2 separate regions of the Zea mays genome follow, and region 1 is linked to region 2. The links are chromatin contacts, called in public Hi-C maps. All regions are on one chromosome and are shown on one strand. Each heading gives the region's core, a stretch centred on a gene start, on an enhancer-like site or on the middle of the called end of the contact. The rest is flanking DNA. Distances are from core to core; before and after follow the strand shown. Region 1 holds the start of LOC100273543 (Folate-biopterin transporter 1 chloroplastic). Region 2 holds the start of LOC100191952.

The links. A called contact is a pair of places that touch in the nucleus more often than the background predicts.
Region 1: a contact with region 2 is called in a Hi-C map of ear, with 1.4 times the contacts expected there. The contact joins the promoter of LOC100273543 here to the promoter of LOC100191952 in region 2. A contact is called at or near these places in 2 of 25 Hi-C or Micro-C datasets (bundle sheath and ear).

Annotation. Positions count from the first base shown.
Region 1 is chr7:8,848,947-8,853,254 of Zm-B73-REFERENCE-NAM-5.0, forward strand. LOC100273543 (Folate-biopterin transporter 1 chloroplastic) reads left to right here and starts at 3,043. Exons shown (of 9, transcript NM_001147961.1): 1 at 3,043-3,256. The coding sequence starts at 3,139. LOC109940949 reads right to left here and starts at 2,790. Exons shown (of 3, transcript XM_020541347.1): 1 at 2,441-2,790; 2 at 2,174-2,366; 3 at 1,713-2,089. The coding sequence starts at 2,553. The coding sequence ends at 1,793.
Region 2 is chr7:8,487,591-8,491,537 of Zm-B73-REFERENCE-NAM-5.0, forward strand. It overlaps LOC100191952, which reads right to left and starts at 2,438. Exons shown (of 8, transcript NM_001137376.1): 1 at 2,313-2,438; 2 at 1,836-2,121; 3 at 1,685-1,746; 4 at 1,015-1,482; 5 at 1-96. The coding sequence starts at 2,103.

The DNA.
Region 1 (4,308 bases), core at 1,793-4,292, 360 kb after region 2:
ACTGGCCTTATCCAACCAGATGACACCGGCCGGCTTGTTGGGCTGTGCAATTTGGGTTAAATACATTTTTTCCGCCCCAATATGGCAGTGATCGGGGGTTTTCGGCCAACTTTTTTGCAAATTGGTCCTTTTCGGGTTTTTTTTCCCACAAATACGCCCCTGACAGTTTCATTTCAAAAAATGGACCCTTATCTCGGCGCCGTCATCATTGGCGCCGAGCTTCCATGTGCCGGCGCCAATACTATTGGCGCTTATACGTCAGACGTGGCGGTTGGCTGGCAGTGACGTGTCAGGGGGTCGGCGCCAAGATCTACGGCGCCGACCCCCGTGTCGGCGGCTCAACACGTGTCCGGGGGGTCGGCGCCATAGATCTTGGCGCCGACCCCCTGTATTCAACCTCTGTCGACCTTCTGTGCAAAAAAAATTGAACTCACCGCCGCCGCACAGACCCCGCGCCGGCGCTGCTCCTTCCCCGGCCCGCGCTACTCCCCGGCGGCGCTCCACCACCGGCCGGCGCCGCCCCGCCCGTCACCGGCCGCCGCCGCCCCGCCCGCCCCCGGCCGGCGCCGCTCCTCCACCGGCCGGCGACGCCAAGCCCGTCCCCGCCCGGCGCCGCTCCTCCCCGGCCGGCGACGCCCCGCCCGCACCCGGTCGGCGCCGCTCCTCCCCGGCCGGCGACGCCACGCCCACACCCGGCCGGCGCCGCTCCTCCCCGTCACCGGCCGCCACGCCCACACCCGCACGCCACCGCCCCGCAAGCGCCCCCGCCGCCCCGCCCGGCGCCGCTCCTCCCCCGACCGGCGCCGCCCGGACACGCCACGCCCGCCCCCCGGCAGCCCCGCCACGCCCGCCCCCCAGCAGCCCCGCCAGCCCTGACCGCGCCGCCGCCCCGACACGGCCGGACGCCTCCCACCGCCGCCGCACGGCCGTCGACCCGTTCCGGGCGCGCTCCTCGGTCGCGCTCGCTCCTCGCCCGCGTCGTCGACGTTCATCCCCGACCGTTTAGGTAAATTTTATATGGTTTTTGTTTATTGTGCAAGCATTTTGTGTTAATTATGTTAAATTGTTTTGCTATAATTTTGTGCATGCATGGCGAGGATTGCTTGGTGCAGATGTTCGTTGAGGGTGGAATTGATGGAGGCCGGCGTTTCTTCAGATGTCCTTATGCATATGTACAAATTAATTTCTAGTCCTTTTTCTAAATACTTTTGTTGTTCAGTGAAACTAACTATAAACATTTATGCAGCATTCATTGGTCAAGGAGAATTGTGGGTTCACTCGTTGGGTAGATCCTCGTCCAATTTTTCCTCATGCGGAATACATATCCTACCTACAGAATAGGATATTTGATCTAGAGAGAGAAGTAAGCAACAAAAATGATGAGGAAGAAAGAGACACAAACAATGGTGGTGCTTCACAGGTGCAAGTATGCCCAGATCCATATTGTTGCTGCCCTTGTCACAACAAGAATGTTGGTCCTCCGTCGTCTCCACCGCACCCACAGCAGACACCAACAATGGGAGGATACTATGGGGAAGGCTCAACTCAATTTGGAATGTGGGAGCACTACTAGAAAACTCTTATGTATCAATTGCTTTTAGCGTGTTGGTTATCTATTTCAATTGCTTCAAGTCGCCTTCAAGAATTGCTTTAAATCTACTTTTCATCAATTATGTATTTATGTAATTTTTCATCAATTTGAAGGTAATTCATTACGAAATATCATTGTTCGACAATACATATTACCGAATAATAAGTTCATTATTACATAACTTCAAATAAAACACCAATACTACTGAGTACAACGGGGCCATTTGCCTTTGCGAAATGCATCAGGGTTCTCCTCCATTGCTTCCTTTGCACGACGTGCACGCTCAAGCTTCTTCTCCTTATCTTCCCTGCATTCAGCAACACGCCTCATTTTCTCTTCGTCTTCACGTTGTTGCTCGGCAGCAAGCTCCTCTCGTCTTTTTTTCATCCTCTCTTTGTCCTCTGCATCCCACTTTTGAAGATTCTCCAGCCACTTCTTATCTTTCTCTGATATTTCGGTGTCAATCCACTGCTCAAAATCACATAGCGGTGGAGGAGTCTACAAAATGTGCAATTATTAGTACGCAAAAAAACATTTACAAAAACATTCACAAATGTAAACATATTACAAGACTATTCTCACCATTAAATTCATCCGACGTTGAACAACAGTTGGCTCAAATGCAAAGTTAGCACACATCCAATACCTCTGTCGATAGGTGTCATGATCTTCAGACTTATCGACCTTACAAGGATCACCACAAAAACACATAGGCACTGGAACACCACTTGGCAAAGGCAGCGGGTCGAAGGCAGTTCCGGTCAAAGGACCCTTCCTAAATTTCCATAAACTCTATAACAATCAGAAATATAATAGACTCACAAAATAAGAGGCAGATCCAAAACTTACCTTTGTTTAGCATATTTACCACGCCTAGACATCTCTAGTTTAGAAGAATTGAAATGAGCACAGCAACAAGCCAGACGTAGGGTACTATTTATAGGAACGTACCTCGGCGCCATAGATCTTGGCGCCGAGGTAGGCGTCGTTGACCGGGCGCCTACCTCGGCGCCAAGATCTATGGCGCCGAGGTACGTGCCACGTCAATCCAGATCACACCGGCGTCTGACGTATAAGCGCCAATAGTATTGGCGCCGGCACACACATGCTCGGCGCCAATGATGACGGCGCCGAGCTAAGGGTCCATTTTTTGAAATGAAACTGCCAGGGGCATAAATGTGGGAAAAAAACCCGAAAAGGGCCAAATTGCAAAAAAGTTGGGGTTTTCGGGGAGTCGGGGTGGTGAATGGAAAGGATAGAGTACTGTTAGCATGGTCCCACTGATCAGATAGGTAAACACTGTTCTGCCCTGCTCGTCCCACCAGTCCAACAAATCAGCGTGGGGAAGGGGGCGCGTCACGGGTGTGTTTGGTGGGCCCAATATGGCAGGGAGAGAAACATGGGGGGTCGTTGCGCTGCGCCCAATCTTGCTTCCAACATCTCCGGCCCATCGCCCGTGCTCTGCACTGTCTCGCCTCCGACCTCCGCGCCCTCTCAAGGTCTCACCGGAGACCGCGCTGCGGTCCGCGGGCTTTGGGTAGCGCGGGATGGCCTCCGTGGGGTGGGCTGCACGCGACGCGTACGACGAGGAGGCCGCAGTCCGCCGCCCTCTCGAGCTCGAGGGCCGTGGCGTCGCCGCATCGTCCTCCGACCACCGGCCCGGCGGTGAGCTCGAGGCGCTCTCTTCTATGACTTGGTAGCCATCTGGTTTCCTGGGATCTGGGACGGGCTTGCGGCTTTGGGTTCTCGCGCTGGGGGGGATTTCAGCGTGTCGTTAGATTTCGTGTGGTGGAACAGGAGATCGAGCTGAATTGGGGAGAGGAAATGGGTGGCGGAGAGCCTGCTTGGCGGAGGTAGCCTGTTCTGTCTTCTGGCCGCTAGCGTTGTGCGACTGGGATCGTCAGTTAGCGCAATGCAGCAGCAGCTGCTGTCTGCTGGCTGCAATTTTTGTAAATTGGAGCTGGGTGAGCGGTGCATGGTGTCATTCCCCATATTGAGTGAATTGGTGCACAGAGAAGATTATGCTGGGACGTGAAGGCCACGTCGCCGTTGAAATGCTGCACAGTGGAATCTAGCTAGTTAAGTAAAGCTTTTAGGCCCGGTTTGAATGCACTAGAGCTAAGGTGGTGTTTGGTTCATTCAAGGGAGCGCCAACGGTAATACAATCAGCTCCCACGGGTATTTGTTGCGTTGCATGCATTAGCGCTATCTATTTGGTAACTATAGGTATTCACCATGGGATCAAGCAGTAACAGCACCAGAGGAGGGGTAGTGCACTTACGCCTCGATCCACATGGCCTTAACTGCTCGCGCTGTGATTTGTTATGGAGTCATCTAACCAAACACCGAATAAGGGATCTGGATACGACGTGAATCGCTGGGGCAGTAAAACGCGAACTAAACAGGTCCTAATAATTAGCCGCTAAAATTAGCTAAAAACATCTAAACAGTCTAGCTAATAGTTCAGCTATTAGCTACTTTTAGCAAATTAGCTAATAGCTAGCTAGCTATTTGTTAGCTAGATAATTCTACTAACAAATTTTTAGCTGACTAACTATTAGCTCTAGTACATTCAAACAATGTTCTTAAGGAGTGTTTGAATGCACTAGAGCTAATAGTTAATTAGATAAAAATTGCTAGTGGAATTAGTTAGCTAACAAATAGCTAGCTAACTATTAGCTAATTTGCTAAAAGTAGCTAATAACTGAACTATTAGC
Region 2 (3,947 bases), core at 1,188-3,687:
CATGTGCGATCCATACCAAAGGCCGGGTCCATAGCTCCCATCATACCCATAAATTCCATTAGCTGAGTACACTGATGAAGTTGGTGTTTGCAAACCCTTCATGAAAAAAAAACATAGTAAGAAAGGTGTATGAAGGGCTCATAGTTGATTGTTAGCATGCTGACTCAAAAGTAATAAGCATGTTAGCACAACTGAAAGGGTAAACAGAAAAAAGAGACAAAGATAATGGTTCAAGCACGTTGATTGCTAGTCTCCAAACGCACCAATCCTTAGCTAATTCCTTGGAGATATTCACTCCTTAAGATCTCTCTTATCCGCCTTGTCCCAAGCCATTTTTGGTCAACCCCAACCTCTTTTTACATTACCGATACATTCTAAAACCTGTATATGCACCAGCGCCATAGGAAGTCTCCTTTGCTACACTCTGTTGTTGCTTGTTGGACACACCTCCTTTTTATCGACCAACAGTCCACACCATATAACATCACCGACAACAGTCCTATAGAACTTACGTGTTTTTGACACTGCCTTGTCATAGAGGACGCCAAAAGCATGAAGCCATTTCAACCAAACGACTAAAATTCTACACCTAACATCTTCATCAATGTCGCCATCCTTTTGTAGCATCAATCCTAAATATCGAAAAGACTCCTAGCCACCAGTTGCCCATTCAGGGTAACATCCCCATCCTCATGTCTAGTCACCAAGGTTATTAAGGCGTCGCTAAAGCGACGAAAGCGGTAAGGCGCGGGGAAAAGGAGGCGGTGCTGCAGCCCTACAGTGATAACTACACCCTCGATGCAGTTATTTTGGAATGAAGAGAGAATTTGCCACCCCAAAAATAATCAGGTCCTTTACCAAGCATCAGTGAAGCTCATGAGTAAGATCTAAAGAATAAATATGCCAACAAACATTTAAACTAAACTAGAAGTCAGCATAGGGCACAACAATAACTCTATATTGAATGGACAGAACAGAAACAATTTAGTAAACTTTAAGAGCAGAAAAGCCTACCATGAGATGAGGATACTGCCTCGTGTTTTGATTCCTCGACTGCCCCTTGGTTTTAGGGTTGGAAGTCGAATTGTGGTTGCCGGTGAACTTTTGCTGCTTGTCAGAGAACATCTCACTACTATAATATGGATAGTGTGACCAACTAGTCTGGTTCTGATAGCTGCCAGAACGCACACTAGACCGGCCATATGAACCATTGGAACCTGGCATGTTCCGGTCTGTCTTCAGCACCGAATTTGAATTTTTCAAACCTTTCACCTCATCCACACCAATAGTAGATACATCCGTTTGCGGCGCTGGAGTCAATTTCTCACTTATACCATTGGATGACAGCTTGGCAGTAGAGTTCTGTTGCTTGGTGTATGTCGACGGGTACTGGTAATTCTGAGACCCATAAATCTGACCATCATGCCCCATGGTTGCAACACCATATGGAGCATAGCCATAGTACATGTCAGCATAGGTACCCTGAACAATACATGAATAAAGAATTTATTTTCAACCAATCAAAATACGCTCAAAGCACATGGAAATCAAGAAGTAACATTTAGTATGGGTGAAGATGAGAATAATTATTATTCGAATGAATACAATCTCCAGGTTGCAATAAACGAAAATAAAGATACTATTATCTGAACACATATCAAACAAAGAAAGGAGAATCACTGACAGCAGTTGGTGTCTGTGCTCCATCATGGCTCAGGTATGGGTACTCCCCCCAGCCACCATAGGCTGCAGATTATAAAAAAAGAACGTTGAACGAACTGTCCATAGAAATTCAAGCACCAAACACTCAAGAAACGAACCAAACAGATCATTACCTCCATAGGCATAAGCCGGGTAAGCACCATAATACATGTTACCGTCCTTGTAGTCCTGCACCTGCAGGTTCTCCGCCCCCGGCTGCAAGCTCCCTACGGCGGCGGCGGCCACGCCCTTGGCCGGAGGCGCGTCCTTGTAATCCTGCACATGCAGACTCTCCATCGCCGGCTGGAGGCTCTCTACCGCGGCCTTGGCCGGAGGCGCGTCCTTGTAGTCCTGCACATGAAGAGTCTCCATCCCCGGCTTCAAGCTGCCTACAGCCGCCATCACGCCCTTGGCCGGAGCCTGAAACGGTCGAAACAGCATACATGGCGTCAGATCGTCCAGCCCAGGTTGCGGATCTAGTAAAGTCCATATCTCCTCGCGAAGAAGCTAGGGGTTTAGTAGACATAAGACAGCCAAATAGCTTGAGGTTAGAGTGTGGGAACTCGGTTTCGCAACGCAGACAGGGGAGAGGAGGGCGTGGGAGGGAATACTTGGTGGGCGCTCTTCGCCGGCGAAGAGATGGGCACCTAGCGTAGGGCGGCGGCGGTAGCCTACCCAGTCGTCGCTGACAGGGGAGGGAATGAAGGATAGTGAAGCGCGGACGGACGGCGGCTGGGCAGCAGAAAGGGAGGAGGGTTTAGGGTTACTTTGCAGTATATATTTCCGCCTCGTTGGTTGTGGTTGGGCCTTTAACGGGCCTTCTTTGAGACGCGCCGGCCCGGTCTGTAGCCCTGTCCCTGTACGCATGTGACGGGTTAACGGGCCTAATAGGAGAGTTTTTCCACGTTTTTTTAGTTTCTTTTTTTTTTCTCTCACCTTTTACTCACTGCCCTAATTTGGTACTTATTCTCCATGGACACCATCTTTGGAAGCATTGGTTTCAAATAAGTGAAACAACAGTATTTTTAGCGCATTGCGAATAAATATATGGAACATTTTTCTATATATTTCATTAAGCACGGAAAATTCTCGCAATTTGAAACTTTTGTAAAAATACTCAATCATAGAACATCTTCGTGTTTGGGAGGGGGTTACTTGTAGTTGTAGGTGCTGCCGGAATGTGGCCTTAAGTTATCTAAGCTTACTCGCCTAACCTCCTATGACACCTCTATCTTGTATTGCATCTCTTATTTCAAATTTTAATCTATAGACAATGCAAATTGCAGTATACAATATTGTTTTGTACGAGCATATAAGTGATATGCTAGTCATAACCTTAAGTTGATGGAGTTGCGGATGCTAGAGACAGTCTACAGAGGCGGTGAGTAAGCTGTCAGGAACGATCGCCAGGCCTAGATATGCGACTGTTTAGAGCCTCAAAAACTACTATCGCCAAATCTCTATTTAACACTAATTAACAAAGTTTTTATTTAAGTGAAAAAGAAAAATACTAGACAAGCTAAGGAATTGTTTATCTTGCTTATGCTTAGACGCTAAGATCACTAAGATAAGTATAAATTGATGCAATAAACATACATTGAAACTTTATTATTGCGTGGAAGTGTGATTTGCTTATATCTCTACTATTTGTTAAGCCAATAGTGTAGACCATAACACCGAACTAGATCAAAATAACAAAATTTATGTATAGCTAGGATTACAAATAAATTACGAAACTTTTTTCTCATATCATAACAGTATAATAGACATTTGTATATAAGTTACACATTTGTACATAAGTTATTAGGGAATTATATATTCCTGTTGCAAGGTACAAGCACTCATCTAATTGTGTTATAAATTCTAGATCTTTGTTACACATTGTTTACATGGCCTCTAATTGCTACGCACGGCACTGACGGCGGCAGGAGGGCAATAGGCAGGAGAGCATCCCGAAAGTGAAGAAAAAGAAGCAGCATAGTACTGATACGTACACTGTTGGATTAATTAGGATATAATGGTTACTGTTCATGGACTGAAAATAACATTTCCTCATAAAGAATTCAAACACCAACAATAAAATTTAATTTGCTTTCCTTGTTGTCTCATGCTCGATGGCTATTTAATAAACGGTAAAATATGTCGATGTCGAGTATACATGTCAAATAGGTCGACACGACAGTGGGCTCGTGTCCCGGCACAAGGACGGTCTGGCCCGGCCCGACTAGAAGCGTGCCTGGGTCGGC